Regions from separate parts of the Mus musculus genome. Here region 1 is linked to region 2. The links are chromatin contacts, called in public HiChIP or PLAC-seq maps. All regions are on one chromosome and are shown on one strand. Each heading gives the region's core, a stretch centred on a gene start, on an enhancer-like site or on the middle of the called end of the contact. The rest is flanking DNA. Distances are from core to core; before and after follow the strand shown.

What was found. HiChIP or PLAC-seq counts read pairs in DNA pulled down with a chosen protein or histone mark.
Region 1: an HNF4G HiChIP or PLAC-seq map of pancreatic cancer cells shows a contact between it and region 2. The contact joins the promoter of Fam43a here to the promoter of Hes1 in region 2.

What each region holds. Positions count from the first base shown.
Region 1 is chr16:30,598,414-30,602,156 of GRCm38.p6, reverse strand. It overlaps Fam43a (family with sequence similarity 43, member A), which reads right to left and starts at 2,434. Exons shown (of 1, transcript NM_177632.3): 1 at 1-2,434. The coding sequence starts at 1,557. The coding sequence ends at 283.
Region 2 is chr16:30,063,735-30,067,088 of GRCm38.p6, reverse strand. It overlaps Hes1 (hes family bHLH transcription factor 1), which reads right to left and starts at 1,732. Exons shown (of 4, transcript NM_008235.2): 1 at 1,391-1,732; 2 at 1,163-1,258; 3 at 839-926; 4 at 1-217. The coding sequence starts at 1,498.

The DNA of each region.
Region 1 (3,743 bases), core at 1,185-3,684, 530 kb before region 2:
CCCTTGGCCTTTTCCAACTTCAGCCAGCTCTCCCTCACCCACCTTTGTAGTGCTTCTCGCCCTCCCTGCCCCCCATCCCCCTGTTCACAACCTGAGCCACCTCTGAGCCAAAGCGCTGGGGCAACTAGCAAGAGGGAATAGCTTCCCCAGAAAACTCCAAAGTCGGGTCTGGGCTTCAAGTGCATCATTTTCCCTTTCCTGGAGGTTAGGGGGAATAGAACTACTGTTGGGGAGCCACTATGTGTATGTTGGGAGGGGCGCACAGAGAAGTCTTCTGGCAGCTTAGCCCGAGTAGGGCTCATCTAGGCTGGTGCTGTCAGCAGGGCCCGATGGGTTGCCAGGGCTGACAGGGGTGGCATCCAGGCCTCCGCCCTCGATGGAGCTCTCGCTGCCTGTGCTCTCGCCCGACAGCAGGCGTGTCACCCTTAAATCGGTCTCCAGGGTGCTCACGTCATTGCCAAAGCTAAGGTCGCCCAGGTCACTAATAAGCTGTGACAGTTGGGCCTTCATGTCTGAGGCACAGACTGACAGAGGAAGTGATGTCCCCGAGCTGGGGCCCAGCGAGACCCCGCCGTCCCCCAACGCCTCCTCGTGGCCATTTTCCAGCGGGTCCAGCAAGTCCTCACATTCCAACTGCATGGCCACCACCAGCGCCCTCTGCGCCTCAGCCTCTTCCTCTGCTGGATCCCCATCCCCCACACCGTCCTCTTCTTCCTCCTCCTCCAGGCAGTCCTCCAGATGCTCCTCTTCTTCCTCCTGCAGCTCCTCCTCTTGCTGTTCCCCAAGCAGGTCCTCGGTGATGGAGCCCAGCTTGGGAGCGCTGCGGCTGCGCTCCACTGGCGGCTTGTAGCAGCAAGGTCCGTGCAAGAGCAGCTTGCGCAGCGGCACTAGTGGGATGGTGTGTGCGCCCACCAACTCCTGCTGCTGGTGACGCGCATCATCCCGCCGCTTGAGACGTTTAAACTCTGCCAGAGCGTTGGCTGATGTCTGGTAAAGCAGCAGAGCCATGGCCTGAGCCTTCTCCGGCTTGGACACCAGCACCGCGTGGCAGCGTAGCATTACCGCCTTGTGCTTCAGCTCATGCCGGTATACCCAGGCGAAGACTTTGGGTAGCCGCGCGTCTGCCACACAGTAGGTGACGCGGTGCAGCAGGTAGAGGTGGCCGGGACGTCGCAGCGCTCGCTCCTCGGCATGCACCATGCGGATGCCTTGCGCACTCACGGTCAGCTTCATCTTAGTCCCTTGACGGCCGGCCTCACTCTTGCTCCAGATCTTGCCCACCGCTAGGTCAGTGCAACCGTCCCCGCGCGCCTGGATGGTGGTGGCATTCCCCAGGTAGAGCACAGTGTAAGTGGGGTCCTCGCTGGTGATGTGCAGCTTCTTGCGCTTGGAGCGGAACATGCTGCCCACCCGGCTGAGCGCGCCTTCCGGGCAGGCTCTCGCCAAGGAGCTGAGCGCGGAGTAGTGCAGGCTCACAGCGTAGCCCTTAGGCTTGGACGCCTGCCGCGGCGGCGCCTCGGCCAGCAGCTCGAACTTGTGCTTCTTCCACGGCAGCATCTCCGGAGGACGCCCGGGAGTGGCTGGGGCGGCGGTGGCCGAGCGCGGGGTGAGAGCCCCGCAGGGCCACCAACCCAGGCTACGCTTGGCCCGGGCAAGCTCGAAAAATAAAACTCAGGCTGGGAGGACCTCCGGGGCAGGGAGATGGAGGCAGGAGAGGCCAGATAGTGCTTGGGAACCCCGCAGGGACTGGGGTAGGATATTAGAAAAAAATATTCAGGAAAGAGAGAGAGAGAGAGAGAGAGAGAGAGAGAGAGAGAGAGAAGCCTAGATGAGGAGGACCAGGACAAAAGTCTCAAACAAGCAACAAAATAAGAGAGCGGAGCGGAAAATATTTTAGAAAAAGGCCAAATGAGTGCGTACAAATAAATAAAGGTGGGCGGCTCGGCCAAAGCAACCGGGATGGTGAGAGAAATAAGCTGGAACTCTTCTTCAGCGAACGTGACACACACACAAGTCTTGGGCCAGGGCCAGGAGCCGCGGAAACTACAGCAGTGCGCCCAGGGGCCGGTGCTCCCCACCCCCAGTGGGTGCAGAAGAGGGCGAGCCCCTTGGCTGGACTGGTCCCTGAATAAGCAGCTTGCCCCAAGTGTGGTCCGAGAGGTCTGGCTGGCCGCGGCGGGCCAAGCACAGCGGTCCCGCAGCTCACTGCATCCTCGCTCCGAGGGGACGCCGGAGACTCGCGCTCGGCCGTCTCGGCCAAGGTAGCGCGGGGTTCGGAGGGCAGGACGCGCACATCGTCCGCTCCGGGGACTGCCGCTACCTCATTGCTTCCCTCCGGGGGTGTCCGGCTCCGCTTCGGGGTTCTCGGCGATCTGCAGCGCGCCCTCTGTGGTCGTGCGCGCGGTAGCCGACTTGCTCGCTTCACATCATTGCCGTCCGGGAGGAAGATCTCGGGTTAATATAGGCCGGCACGAACCATTCACCGCGCGGACAGGGGAGGAGCACAGGAGAGGATCCCTTTAGGGCTGCGACGCCGGACGCAGTTCTGGTCTCTTAAAGGGACCAGGTTGCAGGCACTGGTCGAGAGAAGGGAAGACTAGTCCACTTAGGCAACCACGTTCCAAATTTACCAGCATCTCTTTTAGCTATAGAAACCAAAAGACCTGGAGTTACCCGATAGATAGCAAGAGGAACTTAAACTTTGACACTCCACCCTAGGCTAAATTGCAACTCGCTGAATAAGTCTACGTCTAGATCGAAACTTCTGGAGGAGGCGGTGGAAGTTGAGCTTGTAGGCTCTGGGGAAAATTGCGTAGTATTTTGTCGTTGTGGTGACTGTTGTTGTGTTCCTTCTGTGACAACTTCAAGAGAATTTGCAGGTTCTGTTTACTATTATTCTTTAATAATCATCTATTAAGGAAAATAAAGAGCCAGGCGGTGGTGGCGCACACCTTTAATCCCAGCACTTGGGAGGCAGAGGCAGGCGGATTTCTGAGTTCGAGACCAGCCTGGTCTACAGAGTGAGTTCCAGGAGAGCCAGGGCTACACAGAGAAACTGGGGGGGGGGGGGGGGGGAATCAGGAGGGGGGGGCAAACTATAAGAGAATCAATTTTTTGCCTGTTACTCTTCTCCTGGTGCCATTTATCCGCCGGTGAGCAGCAAGCAGGTAGTGGAAAGTTCGTGGTTAAGATGACTGCCATGAACAATATTGAACACAGTAGTGAATGGTCCCTAAGTTACTTGCTTCCAGTTTCCACCCCCGACCCAAACTGCCACAGACCCTCAGAGTAAGGCACTTTTTCGAGACATATGAAGTTTCTAAGTAAGGCTGTGCTGCTGTTTGTAGAGCCATCACTGATGCAATTTGGGTGACAATGCTTAGTAAAAACTCAGATGATACTTTTCATACTCTTTTTTCACGAGCTAACTGGACAACGTGGGGTTTGTTTGTTCCCCTTTATTTTCCCTCCCCTGAGACAGGATCTGGTTACCTCGATCAGGCTCTACGCACATTTGGATCCTCTTGTCTCCGTCTCCACATTGTGGCATGCACCACCATGTCTAGCTCTAGACAAGATACCCTCACTCGCCGGCTTGCCCCTCTGAACCCTCCACAACCTTCTGGACACCCAGGGGCCAACCAGTAAAAGCTAAACGACTTCTATTTGATGAATGAGACATCCGAGCAAACATATATATATATATATATATATATATATATATATATATATATTTTTTTTTT
Region 2 (3,354 bases), core at 483-2,982:
GGCGGCGGCGGCGGCGCCTGCAAGGCGGGGTGCGCCTGCCCGGGGTAGGTCATGGCGTTGATCTGGGTCATGCAGTTGGCCAGGTGGCCCAGCAGCCGAGTGCGCACCTCGGTGTTAACGCCCTCACACGTGGACAGGAAGCGGGTCACCTCGTTCATGCACTCGCTGAAGCCGGCGCGGTATTTCCCCAACACGCTCGGGTCTGTGCTGAGCGCGGCTGCAGGCCAGAAGGAGAAAAGATGGGTCACCGAAAAGCCCTGGCCCCGGAGCCATACAGCCTCCCGCCCTGGGAGGTCCCCGCAGCGCGCCTCCGGAACCACCTGGGGTTGGGAGGGTTGGGTAGGCTAAGAACAGCCAGCTCCTTCTCCCTAGGTTGGGGACATAAGCCAGGACACTCCCTCCATCTAAACCGATCTCAGCTCCAGATCTGCCACCCCTAGTCCCGCGCGCGACCTGACCTTGGACAATGCCACCCAAGGCGCCTTCCAAACCCCACTTCCCCTCCTGCGGCAGGGGTTGGACCGGTGCTAAACCACTGACCCCTACCTTCTATCCAGCCCCAAACTTCCTCAGTCTTACGTCCTTTCGCCCTCACCGGCTTCTACCACAGCCAAGCTGCCCACCACCCTTCTCGGCTACAGCCTCTCCCTCCATTTCCGGAGCAGTAACAACTTGGGAGCTGTGGCTATAAATAAGACCCAGACCGTGGGAACGCGGAGTGAGCCAAGGCAGTAAAATGTAGCTGAATGCCTCTCACAACCGCGGGCGGAAGTCTGGAAGAAATCACCGCGGGCCGAGAGGGACACCCGCAGAGAGGGGACGCACGCGCGGTCCTTACCGGTCATCTGCGCCCGCTGCAGGTTCCGGAGGTGCTTCACAGTCATTTCCAGAATGTCTGCCTTCTCTAGCTTGGAATGCCGGGAGCTCTGCGCAGAAAAAACAAGGGATGAAAGTCAGTCCTCCTTGTCAGCTGCCTCCGAGTTCTGAAGGTCCCCGCCCGCATGTCCCACATCCCAGGGCCCGGCGGCCTCTCTCCCGCCAGTGGGAACGTAGTGCTGGCGGGGTAAGATCCACATGCAGCAGGCTAAGAGCTTAGTTCTTTGTGCCTGGGAAATGCCATTCCATTCGTAATTAAAAATAAAAAAAAGCATTGCTCACTTACATCTTTCTTAAGTGCATCCAAAATCAGTGTTTTCAGTTGGCTTAGACTTTCATTTATTCTTGCCCTTCGCCTCTTCTCCATGATAGGCTTTGATGACTGCAAAGGGGGAGAAAAGAGGTCCTGAGTTCCCACGGGATCTGCCATTTCACCCCGAGGTTTTAAGAGAAAAGTAAAAGGAGTCCCGCTGTGCACAACCCACTTAATTTCTAGACGCAGGTACTGTCTTACCTTTCTGTGCTCAGAGGCCGTCTTTGGTTTGTCCGGTGTCGTGTTGACACTGGCTGGGGTAGCAGCCACCGGGGAGGAGGAATTTTTCTCCATTATATCAGCTGGCATTTTCGTTTTTTTTTTTTTTTTCTTCTCAGTCCCCAGAGAATTTTATTTTTGGAATCCTTCACGCAAAAAAAAAATAATTTTTTTTTGCTTACGTCCTTTTACTTGACTTTCATAAGAAAAACTACTGAGCAGTTGAAGGTTTATTATGTCTTAGGGCTACTTAGTGATCGGTAGCACTATTCCAGGACCAAGGAGAGAGGTAGACAGGGGATTCCGCTGTTATCAGCACCAGCTCCAGATCCTGTGTGATCCGCAGGCCCTGGCGGCCTCTATATATATCTGGGACTGCACGCGAACGGCTCGTGTGAAACTTCCCAAACTTTCTTTCCCACAGTAACTTTCAGCCAATGGGAGGAAGAGACACGCGGCACCGCTCGTGGACTGCGCCCCCCCATTGGCCGCTAGGCACAAGGTCTGGCGGCCAATGGCGCGCGCCTGAGCCCGGGGCACCGGAGGCTACAACGTCAATCAAAAGGATTTTAACCCTTTGCTAACTCTTTCCTCTGGGCTTTGCTTAGTTTTAGTCTAGTCTATTTCTTTTGTGGCCAGGCCTTTGGTTTTTATTGTTCTTGCTGCATGCAATATAACTACTTTGTATAATAAGTTCATTTGAAAAATATTTTGAACAGATATAGGCCAAGACAAAATTTAGTGATTGAAAAAAGGAGGGAACAAGGTAAAGAGGATGTGTTACTCTAATGTCTTCCGGAATTCCCGCTCGAACTCTGTATGTTTAGGGGAGTCAAAACTGCTCATGAGGTTGGGGAGATACTAAACCCCACACGCTAAACATGCCCTTACCGTCCCCCCAAATGCCTTCACAGCCAGGGTTTTCGGAGCAAGGTGTCTTTTGGATGCTTGTCTCCCTCTAGCCCATTCATTCCTCTCTTGGAATTGCAACCTTGGACCTCACGCTTCTCCAGAAAACAATCAGAATAATTTCCTACTGGGCAGAAAGGAAATGGAATTTCAAACGAAAAAAAAAATGAACAAGGGGGGCTTTGATAGCAATGCGACAGGAGGGGCGCGCTCGTTCCTCCGCCACTCTCTCTACCTTTCTCCCCGCAGGCTCCCAGTTGGCAATACGGATAGACGGCGGGCAAGGGAGTCGGGGCTCTCCCCTCCTCACCCCGCGGGCGGCCAAGGCGGCCTCGGCGCCCCGCGCGCGAGCCCTTTAAGAGCTCCACCAGCCGAGCTGCAGTTTGACATCAGCCGGCCGGCGAGGGCGCGCCTGGAGTCGGAGCACGTGCCAGGATGTTTTATTGCCGCCGCGGCTGCGGCCGGGGCCCAGAGGATGTGTGTGTGTGCGTGCGTGTGTGAGTGTGTGTGCGCGCGCCCCGGGGGCAGGGAGGCGGGGGCCGGCGGCGGCCGGCCGGGAGGGAGCGGGGGCCGCCTCTGGTCCCCGGGAGAAGCCAAGAAGGTAAATAGCAGCTGCTGTGCTCGAGCCTGGGAAAACCCCGCCCCCTGCGCCTGGCCAGGGCTCATTGGCGCGCGCTGCGTGTGGGGTGTGTGCGTGCGTCCGTGTGTCCGGGGCCCCCTCCTCCGGCCCGGGCGAGCCAGGAATCCGCGGGGGCGGCGGCCCGAAAGCTGAGCCCCCGCGCTGGCCTCCCTTCCCCCGCCCCGGCCAAGGTCAATCCTTCCGGGCAGGGAGCGCACGCCCAAGGGTGGCGATCGGGGAATTCGTGGGCCCCCTTCCCCGTCCCCACCCCCCATCGCCACCCCCCACCCCCAGCCCGCCGGGACTCCGGGCTTGGGGATCTGAGCGTGGCCGAAACCACCCGGGTGACTGCGGCGGGGGAGGGGTCCGGGCGCCCGCCGCGGTCACGAGATGCCTGACCGCACTTAGGAAGCGGCCG